2 separate regions of the Sus scrofa genome follow, and region 1 is linked to region 2. A link is a contact called in public Hi-C data. All regions are on one chromosome and are shown on one strand. Each heading gives the region's core, a stretch centred on a gene start, on an enhancer-like site or on the middle of the called end of the contact. The rest is flanking DNA. Distances are from core to core; before and after follow the strand shown.

Region 1 (3,371 bases), core at 179-2,678, 100 kb before region 2:
GGCCCAGGGCTGTCTGAGCTCCTGCCTCTCCCAGGAGAGGCCCAGGCATCTCGGGCTCTCCCCTCCATTGGCTCGGGAATATTTGGGGATCTGTCAGGAAAATAGTTGATTGGTTGGTAAAAGCAGCCACTGGACGCTTTCCCTTATCACTTTAACAGCCCGACAACAGTCCCTAAAAGGCAAGGCTGCGCTCTGCACCAATCAGAGACCGGCGGGGAGGTGTCTCGGACCGGAGGGAGGTGGGGCCCGGGTACCGGAGGAGGAGGAGGAGGGAGGAGGAGGGAAGGGCTCTCGGGAGCCGGAAAAGCCCAGAAAACACCGGCTCGGTCCCGGAGGAGGCTTTGTTTACAGGGCTTCTGCCAAACGAACCGGAAGGGTCAGAACAGGCACCGAAGCCTTTAAACAAATACAGAGCGCGTTCCTTCCTTTTAATTTTTCTGACACATCTGTTTACAAATCAAATGAATCGTCATACAATAGATTCCGTTAAGAGTGGCCTGTGGCCAGTTTTCTCCCTTTGCCACCTGTTCCTTTTAAAGAACCGGAGCTGACAAGCCGAGGGACCGTGTAAGGTTTCACTGACATCCCAGACCCGGCAGGGAGGTGGCGGCTGGCTTGTCAGCACCCATGACTTCAACAAACAAATTGTCTCCGCTGTTTCAGAGACCTTGGGGCGGGGTGTGGGGGGGGAGATTAATGGTCTGTTGGTAGCAGGCTCCCTCATCTTATTTGTATAGATGTTTGAATTGTGTTCAAAGTTAGATTTTGCTGTTGTTGTTAAAAATCTAGTAAGACGCCCAAAAGCTAGCCACCCAACTCTTCGATGGGTTCCAAAACCAAGATCAAGGGTGTTAGGGGCAAACGAAGGGAGGATATTTAGTCCTCTTTAGAGAAATGAGTCTCTTTTTTAAGTCCCTTGCTGCTCAAGGAGGAGGTGGCTATGGCAACCTGGAAGAACGCATTCTAACTAGGAGTGACCCCTAAAATTAATCTACAAGGACATTCAACAGGGCGTTGATACAATGGGAGGAGGAGGAAGAGGAGAAGAGAAATAGTGCTAAGCTTCGTTAATGATGCCAATGTATCACTAAAAATTCTTACGCAATCACTTTTTAGCACTTGTAATTCCATGATCTTGGTGATTTTTACATCTTCTTGTACTTTCCTGTACATTGTCAATTTTCTACACCAAGCATGCATTGCTTCATTGTCATGGTTTTCTCCTTTCACCCAAGAAATCTATCTTTACACAGAGAGGTTAACAGGAGCGCTCAGCTCTCCATCCACGCCCCTCCCAAGCTAGGAACCAGACACGCGCAACGGACTCGGATTCAAAACACCCGGTGCAAGGGCGAGGGCTAACCGGCGCGCGAAAGAACCGCGGGATCTCCGAGCCTACGGGGACGTCGCGGGGCCGGCTCTCTCACCCCGGCGCGGCCAGGGCGCCACCGAGGTCCCGGGCCCTGAGGAGGTGCAACCTGAGGCTCCTTTGCAAACGCCTACGCCGCCAGCTCACTTCTCTCTCAAGGAGGAATCACGTGGAGCAGGACTCTCCCCCGCCCTAGACCGCCGGAGCCACGCACCACCAGACGGGGTCCCAGTGCGCGTGCGCGCAGACTCGCGGCTCCGCCCCTCCCGGCAGGTCCCAGAAGGCCCAGCGTGCCAGTTTCCAGGGCAACGCGTCAGCGCCGGGAGGCCGCTGGGTTAGCGCTGCAGCCGGAGCCGCGCGCAACAGGTAACCGCCGCCGCGCCCTGCAGCCCGAGGCCTCCGCCCAGCCCCAGCCGAGCCTCCTGCTAAACTTTCCGAACCTTAACTTACAGTGTCGCCTGGTCACTCAGCTGTAGCCCCTGCCCAGCTCGGGCCTCGCTGCCTGGCTGTACTCGAGTTGGTAATGTAGCCAGGTCGTCAGGCCGCTTCCTCCTGCAAAGTGCAGCCTGAAGAGCCACTGTCGGCGTCCTTCTTCCCTGCTCGGCCAGTGACCGAGCCCACGCAGCACACAAGCCCACGCTGGCCCCGGGACCCCGACCCGCCCGCACGCGGTCTGGCTGCTGGAGGAACTGGGGCAGGGCCCGGCTGGGAGCCGGCGCGGGTGCGGCCAGGGGAGCGGCCAGGCTCCAGTCACCCCACCCGACCCTGTACCCCGGTCACGCTGGGGTCGATGTCACCCGCCCACCCGACTCTCAGGCTTTCGCCGTCATGTATCTCTTATATATGAATCTGATAACTTCACTTTTGCTCCTACCAGCTTTCTTTTGCCGTGTTTTCTTTTTTTCTTCTCCCCTTAGCGCTGACACGCCCCAATCACCAAACCGGAGGAAATCTGAATCCTTTGTTTGTTCTGTGTTTGTCCCTCACCTACTCACCTCGACCTTGGAACTATGTCCACGGTTTCCCCGGGGTGCTTTAACATTTCCTTGCCACAGGTGTGCCATCCGGTGACTTTTTGCAGACTAGTTTTTCACTGCCAAACACGACCTTGAACCTTTTTCTTTTCTAATCTGTTCTCCCTTTCTAGTTAAATTTGTCGAGTCTCGTGGGCTCAAAGCGCAGTGAACCTCTCTTGTCTGTCTCCATCCCTGACCCTCCTCTGACCGTGAGACCAGTGTCTGCCTGCCCATATCTCTACTTAGATGTCTAAGGCATCTCCAGCACAGCAAGTCCAGAACGTTGCCTTACACCTGTTCCTCCCTTGCTGTTACCCACCCCAGTAACTGGAAACCATTCTCCTAGCCGTCTGGCCCTTGGTGTCTTTCTTGACTCCCATTCTGTCCCTTCTCGTGTCAGTCTGTCAAGACATCCTTCACAAAGTACCCACACACCAGTCATTTCTCCCAGCCCCACTATCACCACCCTGGCCCAGGCCTGGATAATTTCTGCAGCCTCCTAATTGCCTCGAGTGTAGACAGTGTACTCTTTTCCCGTTCTCTGTTCTTTCATGTGACTAAGGTTTTTTTAAAAGGATATGAATTTTAAATTTTCCATAGGTAAACTAGCACCGTTTTTAGTATGTATTTCGAGAATTGTGACTTTATTTTTTTTTATTTTATTTTGCTTTTTAGGGCCACACCTGCAGCATATGGAGGTTCCCGGACCAGGAGTCAAATTGGAGCCACAGCTGTCGGCCTCTGCTGCAGCCACAGCAACACAGGATCTGAGCCGCATCTGCGACCTACACCACAGCTCACGGCAATGCCAGATCCTTAACCCACTGAGCAAGGCCAGGGATCAAACCCACAACCTCATGGTTCCTAGTCAGATTCATTTCCACCGCACCACAACGGGAACTCCAAGAATTGTGACTTTTAAGCCAAGTGGACAGAGCTACATAAGCACCCTACAATTAAGCTAAAAAGTGAAAGATGCCCTTTAG
Region 2 (3,378 bases), core at 433-2,932:
GATCCAACCCGTAACCTCATGGATCCTTGTCAGATTCGTCTCCGCTGCACCACGACGGGAACTCCTGATGTTATTCATTTTTAATGCAAATAGGAGAGGAAAAAAAGAAAAAGGATAACTTTTTCATCTTACTCTGCTTCCCCCCAATAGTTTTCTCCAGAGGCAACCACTAGCCTCATGTTCTTGGTCATCTTCCTGAGATACACAATGAATGTATAACTTTATATTCAATAGCTGCTACCGAGAAAATAAGGCGAGAACTGGAAATGGGGAGTTGCAATTGTAAATTGAAAGGTCAGGAAAGGCCTCAACAAGAGGGTGACATTTGTGCATGGACCCAGAGGAGGAGAGCACTGGTCTGAGGCAGAGCATGGAGCAGAGGGACAGCAGGTGATTAGGCCTGAAGCAGGAGCTGCCCAGCCTATTTGAGGCTGGGAGGTGACACGGGGTAAGCAGTGGTGAAAGTCGTTTGAAGCGGGCCAGAGTGCAGAGATCTTTATAAACCACCCTTAAGAACTTTAGACTTTCTTCGGTGAGAAGGGAAGGCATTAGTTATTGATCAGGAGTTAAGAGACTGACTAGGGACTTTCAAAATCCACTTCTTGGGTAAAGAGCGGCCTCATTCTTTTCCGCAGTGGCTCATTATTCCACTAGGCGAAAGCGTCATAGCTTATCCGGGCGTCTCAAATGATGGACATTTGGTCTGTTTCCAATCTTTCTGACTCAAAAGTACTCCAGTGTTTCTTCCTCCCCAAGAATTAATTCCAGCTGACAATTTTCCGATTAAGAGCTTTTTTTACAGTAATCAATCTGCCCTTTTAAACATAATTTTCTTTTGGTTACTTGTGATCTCACTGGTTCCGAGGTTTCCAGCTCAGATCCCCAGCCAGAAGCTCTTTTTCTATCTCGGAAAGATGCTTAGGTGAGCAACTGGTTAAAACGGGCACGAGCTGGATGGCCCTACTCCGCACTTCACTTCTGTGCAGGAGGGACCGGCCGGCCCAGAGAGCGGTTTCGAGTCCTGGGGCCGGCAGCCTCCGGGACTCAGGAGCCCACTAGCCTCCTGAGACGAACCGCCAGCACCCCCAGCCCCTAAGGGAACGGATAACCTAAAAGAAACTGCACAGAAACAGCTGACCACGAGCAACCCAGCAGGGTAGCAGGGCCGCGACTCCAGGGACGTCGCAAAAACCCGCGCCTGCGCAGTGCAGCCCCGCGCCGACTTTCCTTCCCACGACCTCCCCTTCCGCGCCTGCGCACTAGAATCCGCCTCCTGCAGGCCAGCGAGGCTGAAGACCTATTAGCCTTTCTTACCAACTGAGGTGGAAGAAGTTGGTTCATATTTGAACGTGTTATCTCTTCCTTCCCAGTCTGTGAGACTAACTAAAACCCTTCCAACCCAATTCACCCTACAGGAAAGGGACTTGATCCCCGGGCTTTCTTGGCTCTGGCTGGCGCCCAGGTAGCCAGGGGGGTTGTGGGCGGGCTCACCCGGAGACCACGTGGCGGGCCTCAGCCAATCGGCGCTCAGACCGCACTTTGCGGCTCGGCTTCAAACAAACTACCGTGAGGCGAGGGCGGCCCGTGGGGCCCCGCCCCCTCGCCTGGGTCTGGGGCCCCGCGAGACGGCGGGCGGGGTGGGGGCGCCGAGAGCGGGGGCGGGGCGCAGTGGTCGAGTGACGGCCGGCCTCACCTATTCCGGGCGCTGGCCGCGGCACGGTGGGCCCCGCAGCCAATGGGCGTGGGTGGGGGCGGGGGGCGGCCCGGCTGGAGGGGAGGGGGAGCCTGCGGCCGGGGGATGCGGGGGGAGGAGGGGGCGGGCTCCCAATCCGGTTCCATCCGGTTCTCCCACCGCCCCCGCCGCGGGTCCCAGCAGCTCCGGCGGCGGGAGGAGCGGCAGCGGCCAGGCAGCCCAGATTCGCGAAGGCTCTCGGCGCGCCGCGGACCGCAGGCACCCGGCACGCGCCCGCGCCCTCGCCACGATGCCCAAGAGGAAGGTGAGCGGCGGCCGCGGCCCGCACACGCCCCCTCCGCCGCCCGGCCGCGGCGCCCAGCCAGGCAGGCCCAGGCCCCGCCGCGCCCTCGGCGGCGCTGGGCCCGGGAGGCGCCGCGGGCCGGCGGAGGGCGGGCGCGCACCGGCATGGGGCGCGCGGTTCCGGAACGTTCGGCGGCCCGCGGAGCCGGGTGGGAGATTCGAACGCGGCGGCGGGAAGCCGCTGACGTCACGCGGCCGGGTATTGTTCTCGCGGGCGCAGGGCGCGCGGGCACTTTTGTTTGCGGGCTGCGCCCACTCGCTGTCTGCTTCCTCCCGCAGGTCAGCTCCGCCGAGGGGGCGGCAAAGGAGGAGGTAAGAGCCCCCCGCCTGTCCCGGGGTGGGTTCGGTTCGCCCCGCGTCCCGTGCGTCTTACTCATTCTGCTTTTCTTTCCCGAAGCCCAAGAGGAGATCGGCGAGGTTGTCAGCTGTAAGTAAAGTGAGCCCCCTAACCTTCCTTTTCCGTGGGATCCTAGCGCGGGAAGAAACTCAGTGCTACCTTTGCCTTTCAGAAACCTGCTCCTGCAAAAGTGGAAGCGAAGCCAAAAAAGGCGGCAGGAAAGGTAGGTTTCCAACTTCAACCCTAAGAGACCGTGGTGTCTTCGAAATGCCGCGGTGCTACCTTAACGCACGTTGCCGGCGGCGGCCAAGACCTTGACTTTGAGTATCAAAATTGTCTACAGTTTGACGTCATAATCTCCTGGAAAGTCGGGATTTGACCACGTTTAGCACTGTGATTTAAGGTTTTTATAATATGAGTAAAGAACATTTTTCCGGCCTGGGTAAGATATGGTGGATGTAGTGATTATCCCGGTTAATGGAGATAGAATGTATCACAGTAATGCTGCTGCAGAATTTGGGAAACTTAAGACGGCCGCAAATACTGGGAGACTAACTTTGGCTTTCCAGGGAAATCCATTCTTTGTGTTGTGCTCCTTATGGCTAGCGCTTCTCTGTTCGTTGCACGCCTGTACTTCCTCTTGCGACCATAACAGCAAAGCTAGGCCTGAGGCCAGCAGAAGGGAATGTGTATGTGTCTGCGTGTAAGGTTTGCAAGGCAAGGTAGGGGGTCCTATTTTACATGGAGAGAGAGAGCAAGAGTTGTGTTCCTTGAAAACATGGCTAAGAGGAGTCTCAGAGTTTAACCTGCAGTTGTATGCTTAGGAGTTCCCTGAATTATTTTATTGTATCAGACCGAGTTAACGGTAAACAGCATGACCATTGCTTGGAAGAGATTCACCATTGCTTTATTCACGTTGCGGGCTTGGGGGCCGAAGTTGTTCTTGGGTATGTGTTGGTTTGAAAATAACTTGGGAAAGCAAAATGTGTTTATGTCATTTGTAACT

The links. A called contact is a pair of places that touch in the nucleus more often than the background predicts.
Region 1: a contact with region 2 is called in a Hi-C map of embryonic fibroblasts, with 3 times the contacts expected there. The contact joins the promoter of LCA5L here to the promoter of HMGN1 in region 2. A contact is called at or near these places in 1 of 5 promoter capture datasets (liver) and 5 of 47 Hi-C or Micro-C datasets (embryonic fibroblasts, heart right ventricle, liver and 1 more).

What each region holds. Positions count from the first base shown.
Region 1 is chr13:203,043,256-203,046,626 of Sscrofa11.1, reverse strand. LCA5L (lebercilin-like protein) reads left to right here and starts at 1,428. Exons shown (of 9, transcript XM_005670355.3): 1 at 1,428-1,735. SH3BGR (SH3 domain binding glutamate rich protein) reads right to left here and starts at 52. Exons shown (of 8, transcript NM_001244236.1): 1 at 1-52.
Region 2 is chr13:202,941,800-202,945,177 of Sscrofa11.1, reverse strand. It overlaps HMGN1 (non-histone chromosomal protein HMG-14), which reads left to right and starts at 1,682. Exons shown (of 7, transcript XM_021070990.1): 1 at 1,682-1,719; 2 at 1,877-1,997; 3 at 2,315-2,347; 4 at 2,433-2,462; 5 at 2,545-2,595. The coding sequence starts at 1,983.